2 separate regions of the Mus musculus genome follow, and region 1 is linked to region 2. A link is a contact called in public Hi-C data. All regions are on one chromosome and are shown on one strand. The core of a region is the stretch at or near the end of the contact, and the rest is flanking DNA. Distances in the headings are between cores, read along the strand shown. Region 1 overlaps Bcas3 (breast carcinoma amplified sequence 3). Region 2 overlaps Bcas3 (breast carcinoma amplified sequence 3).

Region 1 (5,969 bases), core at 1,298-3,797, 130 kb before region 2:
ATATGAGGGACAAAGAGAGGTGGCTGGCCTCTCAGAAGGTCTCTGGCTACTTGGGAACATCTGCGAGGAACAAGAAAAGGAGCCACAGTCAATCTCTGAAGAGATAGGTACAGTTGCCCCTGTTCCTCATCCTAGAGTGGGCACAGCCCTTTGGCCAGGCATGAATTGCTGTGCCTGGCCCTTGGAAGCTCTAGGAGGGAGCTGATGAGTGAAGGGGTGTTGGGGAGGGGGGTACAATGACTTCATGCATCATGAGGTCTAGCTTCCCATTCCCTGAGGAGGGAGGGAGACACTGAAGATACGAGGCCTTAGTGAGACCTGAGACTGCTGTGCAAGTCTTAGTAGGAAGAAGGCTTCAGCAGAAGGCCAAAGTGAATTCTGCTGTGGGCTGGGTAGTTTTCAGGTCTGTCTAGTCTAGGGATCCTGGGCAGTACAGCACTGTGGGGACCCCAAGTCTCCAGGATCGAGAAGGACCCCAGGGACCTGCAAAAGTAATGCTGTGTGTGTTTGGAAGAGGGTACCTGGGGCCCAGGCTCAGTTTTGGAGCAGCCCTGGGACTTCTGCCACCATTAATCCATCGGCATCTACTGCCTTCCCCAGCCAACCTTGCTGTGTGCATGAGTGCCAAGATGCTGCTCATTAAAAGGATTAGCAGAGCATTTTTATTAGGTCCTGGCTGTAGCAGCATACCCTACTCCTAAACTAACCACCCAAGCAGCCCAGTAGGCCTGGGATTAGACCTGGTGGGAAGGGGAGTCTGCCCCTGCTGAGGCTCTGGCCACTTCCTGCAGTGAAGAGGGGGTAAGCCTTCCCTAAATGTCTGACTCAGAATTCAACCTGAGAAGACAGGTAGGATGGAGCAAGCAGTCTAGGCAAGCTGCTAAGAACACAGGCTCTGGCCACCTGCTTCCTGGGTGCTTTGGGTTCCTGAGCACGAGGATAAGGATGTCTGTTTCATAGTCTGGCTGTAGGAATGAAATTAAATAATGCATGGGGAGCCCGTCCCAGAGTGCTCAAAGCTTCCAGTCAGCAAATGTGAGTTACTATTATTGTTGCAATCGAATTAGTCACTGTGATTATCTCCAGGACTTCAGGGGCCCTCTGCAGCCTCCTCCCCAGCAGGTGGCCCTGCCACCCAGGCCCCTACTAGCTCTGCCTCCATTGCAACCTGGGCAAAGAGTCTTTTAAATCAAGAAATGGCCCAGGGCAGTTGGCAGATGCCCGTTCACAGCTTTGCATTTCCTGCCTTCCCTCTTTCAAAACACCCTCTCCCAAGATGGAGAATAAATCCCCAACCCTGTTGACACACATTGATTTCTCTCTCCTCCTGCATCTACCTCCCAGTCCTCCTTTCTTGGGGTTGGCTTGGTGGGAGCTCAGGGCAATGAATGGATACAGAGAAGCCAGCCAAATGCCCTGTCTTACCCAGTGCCTAACATAGGAAAGATTTGTAAAGAATAAAACAGTTTTCAGTTCCTTTCTTCTTGAAGGTTCTTGGGTGGGGAGTCAGGTATGTGATGGGTGGGGGTGGGGGTGTCCTCTCATTAAAAAGTCAGGGTGACCAGCACTTTCCCTTGAAGGGATAAAAATAATGAGGAGACCAGATGACCACAGGACAGTGAAAAGTTCAGTAAATTGGTTCAGAAGAGGTCTGGTCCAAGCAAGCCATTTTATTAATAAGAAGCTTACACACAGGGGCAAAACAGTACAGAAAGGAAGAGGGGACAATGGGGGGGGGGGAGAGGGGGAAGGGAGAAGGAGGGAAAACCAGATACACAGAGAGACAGACAAACACAGAGAAACAAACACAGACAGATACAGGGATAAATGAGAGTCTTGAGTGCTTCCTGGGGCTAAGACCTGTGCAGCTGGCCCTGATGTCACCTGGGAGGTGGGTGGGCCTGGCAGACATGGTCAGGGCCTGTATGAGGCCATTCCCTGAGTGTGGTGATGAGGTAGGGGCATGTTCAGTGGGGACATGGGGACATGGGGACATGGATGGTGTTGGCTGAGATCCCTGAGACTGTGACCATCATCAGAGTCCACCATACTCTGGGCTGGAGGCAGCCTCAGCCTCTGGGGCCCTTTCTTAGGAGGTTCAAAGTCCTGCAGTTAAAGGGAGCATCCTGGGAGAGATGGCCTCCCTTGGCATTTAGCACACCTCTCAGCTCTAGGGTTGGCTGCCTGGCTCTCTAGACCTTCCCTCTGTGCCCTCTCCAGCCTTCCCTCCCCTCAGGCTTCTAAGCTTGTAAGGATGCCAGTAGTCAAAGGGCTTCCTATCCTGGGGAGGTCTGGAAAAACTGGGTGCTAAAGCTAGTGGAGACAGAGACAGGAGTCACCTTAGTCACCTTGCTCCTCCAGCAGGGCCTCTGGGACCTTGCCAGGCTTGCCCTCAGAAGCTGCAAGGCAAAGGCTGAAAAGGCTCCACCCACTCACATCACAGGAATCCTGGTTTGGAGATGAAAAGCAGGGCTAGCTCTGGCCTGCTCTTATCTCTGGGGCTTAACACCTATGTCTGAACCCAGATCCCTGGCTGGCTGACGCCAGTCTTCTGGTGTCTTACACTACACACACGCCTGGCGCCCTGAGTGCTTTCAGAGTGCAGCTGCCTGGAGCAACAGAAGCCTCCTTCCTGGACAGGTCAGCCCTCCAGACCCCATCAACACACTTGCCCTTCTCTCTGCTCAGCTTTTGTCCCGACTCAGATACACAAAGGGACAAAATGAGGGTCCACCATGAGAAAATGAGGCTATTTTTCTAGGGCCTATCTTGACTCCCTAGCTGCCAGCTGCCAGTGGTAAAGGCAGATCTCAGGTGTTTTTAGCTCAGGGAGCCTTGGTCACAGGGCCATGCAGGGTGACTAAGAGCCTCAGCTACCAGTGAGGAGAGACCCAGGCCTAGAAGAACCTAAATGCTCCTGCATAAGCAGTTAGACCTTGAGAGTGGTGGTCAGTACGCAGGGAAACAGGTGGAGCAGCAGAGCCGGGCTTTACCTTCAACCCAAACACCTGGCGTAGAGCCCCTGAGAACTTGGTTCTCAACAGCAGGCCAGGGTGGTGCCAACACCATGGCTTGGGGCCTGAGGCAGACCAGACAGTTTAAGCCCTCCCTAGTGGGTCTATGTGAGAGGCACATGGTGACAGGAGACATGTGCATGGGAAACCAGAGGTAGGAGAATAAAGAAGCTGGGGAGGAGTTCACAGAAGGAGACCTCTTGCAGAGTCCTGTGCCATGGCCACTCGGTCTCTAGCCTCTCTGCTAGAGCTGACTAAATGTGTCTGTGCATGCACATGTGTATCCTTATGTGTGTATGTGTGTGGTGAGGGCAGGGCTCTGAAGTTCCAGGCAGAGCTGATTACAGCATGGCCCCACATCTACACAGCTTTTGACGTGTCATGAGAACCGCTGGTCGGGCTGGGGGCTGGAGCCTACCCACCCAGGCAGTCATAGTCTTGAACTATCAAGTATGAACTTTCAGAAACTGATTCCCAGGAAACCCACAGCATCAGAACCTCCCTAAGTCTTAGCTTCCAAGGACAAGGCAAAACAACCAGCAACATGCTACATCACTCAGCACTTGGTGACCCTCTCAGCACCCACCATATTAAAATAACACTAAATGTTGACCAAGGCCAAATCCATCCAGTCACAAGAATCTGTGAAGGGACAGAAAACATGGAGTTGACCTGGCTCACACTTCCTCTCTGAGGTGTTTGATGACTGGCTAAAACTAAGTTTTAGTTGGCCCTGACTGAGCTCCATACAGAAAGCCATGAGGAAAAGGGGTGTAAGAGGGTCATTGTTCTGGCCCTAGGACATCAGAGAGTGCTCAGTAACCTGGGCAAGCCATTTTCATCAGCAGACCATGAGGGGAGGGAGGGAGGGAAGATGCCATGGGCTATGTAAGGCTGTCAGGCAATAGGGTGCTAGGGGCCTTCATCAGAGAGTACCCCTTAAATGCCTGGGAACTTCAGTGGGCTGAAGGACCTAGAGTAGACACCTCACAGGGGGAACACTAGATCCTGGTGCTGTTTAAGGCTGACTCAGAGTTGAGCAGCATGGCAGATACCTCTTTGGAGATGGAGAATGCCAGGCCTGGTGCTATGGCACAACCTCTTCATGTAGGCACTAACAAGGGGCTGGGATGAGTCTTGTGAGCTGGGCATGTGGGTCCCATTTCACACAGTCCTAAAGAAGACACAGGGCTGCAAGACCTATCTTAAGCCCCAGTCAGGGTATATCACAAGTTAGTCTCCAGCCTTATGAGATAGCAGAGCCTGCAGACCACAGGAGAGATGCTATTGACCGGTGGGGGCCAGAGCCACATCTGGTTCTCATTCAGATGTTCAAGCGTAATTAAATTCTCTACGACGCAGCGGAAGAGTTTGCTAAGATGTGGCTTACCCCCTTTCCATGAGGCCTAAGAAATCACAGTTCTTGTTCTATCAAGAGACTCACCCTCTTTCCTGCCACTATCCTGCCCTAAACAGAGAGGGCAAAGGCCTACCCCACCCTCATCTGTTTGTCTCTATGCTTCCTTCTCTCCCTGTCTCCTTCCTTCCTTCCCTCCCTCCCTCCCTCCCTCCCTTCCTCCCTCCCTCCCTCCCTCCCTCCCTCCCTCCTCTCTTTTCCTTCCTTTGGCACACAGGCTCTTACTATGTTAAAAAGGCTGGTCTTGAACCCTTACATTTAAGGGATCCTCCTGCCTTGGCTTCTTGAGTAGTTTGAACTACAGGTATGTGTTTGGCCTCTCTTTCTATTTTGTAGAATGGACAGGCTGGGGGCAGCATTAGGTATATGATTTACAGGAGACCCTCCTCCCCCTCAACCATGCTGTCTACCTATCTGAGAGGACTAAACCAGAGACTGAGACCAAGCAAGTGTCCACTGGGGCTGGTGGGTTGGGGGAGGTTACTGTCACCATTCCTCTTGTGAGGCTCTTCCCTGGGCCTGAGGAGGCAGACTCTGTAAGGCTGACTTACTTCAGTGATGCCCATCTCTGTCCATGGGATAAACTGGGTGTCCTATAAGACTGTGCTAAGGGAGTACTAATGACAGTGACTGAGGGAGGGGCTGAGACAAGAGACTCTCCCTACCCTGGGACTGGCCCTAGAGCCCAAAGCAGGGTGAGCATGCTGCCTCCTAGTACACTACCTGTCCCTCACTCTGTCCCTCAAGATTGCTGTTTGGTGAGTGAGTGCCCCTTCTCCAGCTTTCGATGCCCTCATCAGAGGCATCCATCTGCAGATGAGGCAAAGGGTGATGTCCTGAAAGGAGAGCCTAAGAGTGTGGAACAGCAGGGACGGCAGAGCCTGAGGAGACTGCCCAGCTCCCTTCCACAGCTTCAGGCAACTTCCTTCCAGGCACCCCTCAGGACCTCCTTACAGCCAAACAGAAGGCTCTTGGGATAGCTACTTCCCCAGCCTCCCTGCCCACCCGAGCATCTTCGGTTTACAGCATCTTTTTACTCAGGGATTTATGGCTTTCATGGTAATGGCTTCCATTCTATTTCCTCCGTGCCGATATTTCGAATCATTATGGTGCAGGCTTTATGAGTGTTTCTTAATAAGCAGAGGTATTTTGTTTCCCCTTTGAAACAAACTGTCCTGTGAGTTAATGACTTGTGGGTGTGGGTGCAACCCAGAGACAAGCAGGAGTTGAGGAGAGGATGACAAGGGCCATGCAGAACCCTCTGGATTTAAAAACAAAGCTCTGTCGAGGTCCTTTAAGTCTCACTAAGCACTCACAAGTGACCAGGACCACTCAGTCAGTGGGCTGGACAGCACTTCCCTGGAGGATGGGCGGCTACACAAACACCTGGGTAGGAACCCATCAATCTCAATGTTTTTGTGAGAGTCGATTTAACTTTTTGGTGGCATTTAGGTTAGGGCCCCATGTTTGCTAGCCTTTTCACTGATGAATAAAGTTTTAAGGAAACTGACCAAATTCCCTGTCCTGCAGTCCTATGC
Region 2 (6,276 bases), core at 2,534-5,033:
AGGAGAACAAAACGTGGGGTCTGTGTTCCAGCTCTGTGCTAATCAATACAGTAGCTACAAAGCTTTTGAAACAGGCCAGTCTGAGGGAGATGTACTGTAAATCTTAAATATATAGTGGGCTAGAAAACTGAGCATGAAAAAAAATCCAACATATTCATGCATCGTTTTTATATTGATGAGATCTCAACATGACAGCATTTGTTAAATGAAATACATTCTTAAAATTCACTTTGCTTAAGCTGGGTACATGTCTATAACCACAGCACCCAGGAACAACATAGAAAGACCCTGCCTCACTCCCACCCACTCAAGGAACAAAACACTCAACCACCACCAACCCCCCCCCACCCCCCAACGCACGTTAAGTGTATACAGAGAAACTGAAGCACACAGGCAACCTGCAACAAAACCAAGACCAACAGGCGGCACACGCCTTCAATCCCAGTACTCAGGAGGCAAAGGAGAGCAGATCTCTGTGAGTTTGAAGCCAGGCTGGTCTATCCAGTGAGTTTCAGAACAGCTAGAGCTACACAGTGAGACCTTGTCTTATCAACAAACAAACTTCCTATCAACTGATTCCAGAGCTATAAGAACGTTCAAAGCTATATATTCTCCATTTGACTTCCCAAACCTCCCCTCCCTCTCTGGTCCTTGACACACCCTGTAGAACAGGCAAAAACAACCACACACCTTTTCTGCCTATCTCAGAGTTTAGGCTCGCTCAGTTATCTACTTTAGTACTCAAAGTTCAAAGCAGAAAGAAGGGCTAACTATTCCTCTGTCCACTTAATAATGACCATGGTTAATGACAGTTTTCACCTGGACATCCGCAAGTGGTGAATGAAGCAGGAGAATGCCAGACTCGAGGGCGCAGCACCCCAGGAAGCACCGGAGAGGGATGAGGTTGACTGTCCAGAACTTGATGAAAAATGCCTATAAACTTTGTAATGTTTTAAGTATTTCTATTTTTAAAAAGCTTTGTACCCTGTCATATATTGGAAGGAAAATTAACCTTAGCAAGAAACATGTCCCACAATTGTCAAATGCAGTTGTAAAAGGGAAGGCTGCTACACTGTATTCTTCACATCTGGAAATTGTACTAATCCAATGGGAAAGCATCAGGGAACACCGGTGTGGTGGGACACCGCCACCAAGGGGAATCTAGAGACTCACAGGGCCAGCGATGTTTCTCTCTCAGAGAGGGAGCAAACAGAAAAGCCTTGGGAATCTATTGGGGCACTGTGACTGAAGTGACCCTCAAAACACAGCACAGCCAGGCACATACCTGTAACCCCAGCAGCTGGGAGGTAGAAACAAGAGGCTCAGTAAAAACTCAAGGCTGGTACTAAGATCAAAACCAAAATAAAGAAAGCCAACCAAAACCAAACATCTACCAGGCAGGGAATCTGCCTGGGGCCACGGAGTGCCCTGCTTCCCCTTATCCAAGAACACTAGGCCACCCTTGTGGAGTTACATGAGGCAGGAGACTGACATGTCAAGCCTGCACTGGTTGATGTATGTTATGAACATGTAAGGACAGAGCTTTTCAGCAGGGAACTCTGTCTGACAAGCCTCCGTAGGCTCTTAGGCTTACAGGTCCTCAGTTCTCATCCCCTGACTCCCCACTGCGGTCTCTTGGTCTGCAGGAGTCACGGTGCCACCCATCATTTCCTCTTTTCTTCATGGATCTGTCATTTCTGCCCCATTCATTTATTAGTTCAATTCAACACTCATCCCATTAGCAACATTACAACGGGTGAAACCTCTGCCACTTTCTAGAGAACACTACAGAAGAGGGGGCTGAAAGACTGTAGGAGCTGCACCATGAGCACCACGGTCAGTAACACACTGCAGCCTCGGCTGCTGGATAAGCCCCTTGAGAGTCAGAATGTGCTAGAGGGATGTGCTAGGAGGTCTACATGACTTGGAAAGATCTTGTTCTTGGGTGGGTGAGTAGCCTTAGAGGTTCATATTTTAATAAAAGGGTTCTTGCTTTAATCATTTTCTCCCCAAGTCAGCAGGGAGGAGTACTGAGATGGATCCAGTTGCTTCTGTAATGCTGGTCAGTCCAGTGGTGGGGACAGCTAGGACAGGAGAGCCCAAACCAGCCTGACAGCTAGCAATTTCCCTAAAATTCATATTTAGTGAATGCCAGTCTTATGCACACAATGGCTTCAGCCCCTCAAATTAGGGTCTTACTATGTAGCTCTGGCTGGCCTGAAACTCACTAAGTAGACCAGGCTAGCTTTCAATTTTCAGAGATCTGCCTGCCTCTGCCTCCTGACTGCTGAGGTTAAACAAGTACGCACCATAGCAGCCGGCTTGTTTTCCTTATAGAGTTTCTTGCAAAAAACTCCCAAGCCAGGCCCACCTCACAGGCCCTTTTGCGTGATCATAGTTAGGGGGAACAGTTCTGGAAGTGCCCTGTGATCAGCACAGCAGCTTCAGAGAGGTGCTCAATCTAAGACAGCAACATGCAAACAAGGCTCAGGCTTCCCAAGAACGTGAGAACAGCCCCGGAGGTGTAATGGCTTCCTTTGCTCTCCAGGCTCCATAATCAGATTTATCTCTTAATAGCTGAAGTCATGCCTCTGCTGGTGACAACAGTTAAGAATCTTAAATCTCCAAAGGGCAGACGATAACCCAAGACTGTCAGCGTGCTTTAGAACGAGGATGCTGTGAAATGGCCCTAAGTGTCTGACAGGAGCCTTTTCTCAGGCAGCCTGAAAACACTGCCAAGAGTGATAACGATGAGAAAAAAAAAAAAAAAAAAAAAAAAAAAACAAACAATTCTAAGTAGGTAGAGCTTGAAGGGAAGGGTCTGGCTCTGACACTAGGAGGGAATATTCTTAGCTCTCCTTGAAAAACAGCCAGCCAGCGAGAAGGAAAGCAATGCAGAGAAACAATGGCAGTCGTGGGGTCTGCTCCAAGGGACCTCCCAGCTCCCAACCCACTGTGAGAACATATACCCGCTAGAGGGAGGACACACCCCTTTCTTCCAGAGGCCCCTCTTGACTAGGCTTTGCCACCGGTTTCTTCCATTTTCCCCCTGGCTCCTTGGTGGCTGCTCAGCTGTTCTTTGGTGCAGGTGTGAGAACTCTGGTGTGGCTGGCAGGGAGGGAATCAACCTCAGTCACTCTCACCTCATTTCACTACGCCATTGTTTGGTAAGGAGGATGAGTGGCAACCCACCACTCTTCATCCTGTGACATGGCATTGCTGACCCAGATAACAGAATCCAAGTGGGCACCTCTGTATTGGTTCACCATGCTTTAACTCTTGGGACTGGATCTAAGATCAGAGATTTTTTTTCCCAGTATTTTATGGTAAACAAACAAACAAACAAACAAACCAAAAAAACCCCAAAACCTCCATGTGTGGATAGGTAGCTTTCCTCCGTTGCATGCCTACCAGCCATTAAGTAAACACTGAAACTGGGTGAGCTACAGAATGGGATTTAAGAATGACAGTCTGTAGATCTCTGTGACCCCATCAAATATGGAAACTGCAGTTGTAATAACACACCAAGATTGTTCTCTGAAAGTTCTGGGAACAGCAGATGTATTTCTAACTAGACCTTATTTCTTGCCCTATGTGTACCCTATGTGACCCCCCACCCCCTTTTTCCTGCCTTCATCAGGATGGGAAGAAATCGTCCTTAGAAGACCTTTCCTTTTTTATATTACACTCTCATTGCTGGAATTTGAGTCCTAGCCCTCTACAGCCCAAATAAGAAGTGCTTGTCACCAGGAAGGAGACCATCTAAATAAGCCGTTGGATGGATGAGAAAAGAGGGCATGTCAGCCCAGAACAGCGGAGATGGTTTCTCACGGCAGCTATTTGCAACCCTCCAAGGATCTACAGGGGCTGCCCATTAAAACCCTGTTAAAACACTTCTGATGTTGTCAGCAGCAGAAAGCTGAAATAGTCCAGCCATTGCAGAGATGCTATCTGCCTCCAGCAATTCCAGTGCTGTCAATACTATGAGCAGGAAGGTACAAGATAAGCAACAACCTAATTTCTACATCAAAATTTCATAGGCTCTCTGAGCTGGCAGCACTGCTGATGTGGGTATGCAGGGACCAAGGCAGGGACCCCCTTCCGGAGAGAAAGATCTGGGTCAAGAGCTGACCCCTAAGTCTTCAATTTACACACTGGGTGACTCAAAACTCCTGCTCTATACACCTTGTGAAGAACCACAGGAATGTTCTTATTCAGGACATTGCTGGCTACCACTTGAAGTGTGTCACTTCTGAATAGAGTTGGATTTTGTTGTTGTTGTTGTTTTGTTTTGTTTTTAAAGAAGTATCTAGAAGACAAGCTGTGTGTGCATCACCTATCTAACCTTTACCACCCATGAGAAAAGTCCACTATCACTGAAGGGTTTATAACCCACCTGATTTTTATACTTAGATGTTCCCGATTATCTATTAAAATTTCATTACAGACCTCAGATCTGTAATTTCTAGATACCCGCTGTGGGTAAACAAAGAATGAGGAAGATGTCTGTTACTGTAGTCATGTGACACGCTGTACTGAGCAATAGGATGCACATGGTATGTGCAAGGAGCTTGGTATTATTATAATGACCTCCATAGACACATAGATTAGAACACCCACTCCCCAGCTGGTGGCACTGCTGGTGGCAAAGTTATGGAATATTTAGGAGGCGGACACATTGGTTTGATGTGTCAGAGCCTTGCCTTACTGCCTGTTCTCACTGTCTTGTGTGCTGAAGGAATGTGACCAGTCACTTCCTGCCCCTCCTTCCGGGCCTTCCTTGCCATTGCAGACATTACACCTCTGACACAGTGAAGCAAAACAAACCCTCTTCCTCAAGCTACCTAACAAAAAAATACCAGGCTTTCTGAAACACTGTGTAGCTATGATGCTGACCCTCTTTAGTGAGAAGTGATCTAGCAGCAAAATAAAGAAAATGCAACACAATTTCTCCATGCAGCTTTGCCTACAGGAGTGCATTTCCATATACTAATTAGACACCGAGCACATGAAGGTTTCAGAGGACTCCTCTTGGGCTGGGTGGTGCAGCTCATCGGTTAGAACACCTGCACAGCATATGAGAGATCCTGAGTTCAATGCCCAGCACTGCAAAAATCCCCTTTCTCTGGCTCTAAGAACAGACAGACTGGGCTGGGTTATTTTCTATTTTGCTACAAGAATTTAAACTAAACTAATCCCAACAATCTGAAGAAAATCCTCAGTCCTAAGACTCCGAGACCTACGCTCTGCCGGATTTTCTGAATGTTACTAGTAGTAGCCACTGTAGTAATGGATTCACAGTGGCCCACCCACAGGGAAATAGGAGAGGACAGAGATGGGAGAAAGGCTTGATGAGCCAATGAGGGTCCCAGTTTTAATCTCACAAAGCCAACATTGGACATTTCCCCCCTTTAATTGCCTGGGCTCTCCTTGTCCTGGGTGGCTCAATATTGCGATGTCATAAATGTACTGAAACCACAATATTAAAGGGGGAGCTACTTGGACAGGGTCAGATAATCCATAAATTCTACCAAAATTACCAGGAACTTCTTATGGCACCATTCACACAAAACAATGAAAGTCTCTCAGTGATATCATGAAGTTTGCCACTGACATATGTTTAAAGAAGCCTGACATTTGAACATCTAACTAGGATTTTATTTTTTTAATAACCACATTGAGGAACAGAAGGGAGGGAAAGCATAGGTGAATACAGGCAAAGCAGCTTGGGTGGCACACGATGAAGGAAAACCTTTCTCAGGCAGACCAACCCTTCCAAGGAATCTGGCTAATGGCACCAAGTCTGAAAACAAAACAAAACAAAACCTAATGGAATAAAACATGGAATTCTGGAGTGCATCCAGGATTTGCCCATTCCTTTAGTGGGTCAAATAACTATGATGGGGTGAAGAATGCTTCCACTCTTACTTCCTGTTTATCTTTTTCAAGAGAGGTTGCATATAATTTACATTATGGGGACAAGCCAAACTGTCTAAGCCACAGTAACTTCTGAGCAACAGTATTCCTCACAAATGCTTCCAAACCATTATAGAGACTGGAAGCTGTCCAGGTGGAAAAGCGCAATCTATTCTTTTTAGGAATCTAGACTTTTCCCTATCGTCAAAGTAGAAGACATTGTTAAAAGCTAATGGTAGCTTTCCACCATACACAGGCGGTACACATATACACATGCAGGCAAAACACCAAACACATTAAGTAAACAAACCATCCGGAGTGCAGACTAGGAATGGGGGCTTTCTGGAATCTTTAAGAAAT

The links. Hi-C and Micro-C count contacts between places; a contact is called where the count stands out from the background.
Region 1: a Hi-C map of the N1E-115 cell line shows a contact between it and region 2, with 13 times the contacts expected there. The contact joins two enhancer-like sites. A contact is called at or near these places in 2 of 39 promoter capture datasets (maxillary cranial neural crest and trophoblast stem cells), 1 of 15 datasets of contacts at CTCF or cohesin (the NIH/3T3 cell line), 11 of 484 Hi-C or Micro-C datasets (the N1E-115 cell line, adipose-derived mesenchymal stem cells, bone marrow-derived macrophages and 6 more), 10 of 115 datasets of contacts at active chromatin or transcription factors (craniofacial prominence, differentiating embryonic stem cells, embryonic hindbrain and 7 more) and 1 of 9 other capture datasets (pancreatic islet).

The regions. Positions count from the first base shown.
Region 1 is chr11:85,815,034-85,821,002 of GRCm38.p6, reverse strand. All of the region lies in intron 23 of Bcas3 (breast carcinoma amplified sequence 3), which reads right to left. All of the region lies in intron 1 of 2610027K06Rik (RIKEN cDNA 2610027K06 gene), which reads left to right. Among named protein-coding and RNA genes, the nearest start is that of 2610027K06Rik, 14 kb to the left of the region's middle. Within about 2 kb of position 2,547, at least 14 of the 459 cell types and tissues checked have an H3K27ac peak or open chromatin away from gene starts, as enhancers often do. A contact at or near this core is called in the N1E-115 cell line, where this site is marked.
Region 2 is chr11:85,684,803-85,691,078 of GRCm38.p6, reverse strand. The region is part of intron 22 of Bcas3 (breast carcinoma amplified sequence 3); the gene reads right to left. Among named protein-coding and RNA genes, the nearest start is that of Bcas3os1, 32 kb to the left of the region's middle. Within about 2 kb of position 3,783, at least 9 of the 459 cell types and tissues checked have an H3K27ac peak or open chromatin away from gene starts, as enhancers often do. A contact at or near this core is called in the N1E-115 cell line, where this site is marked.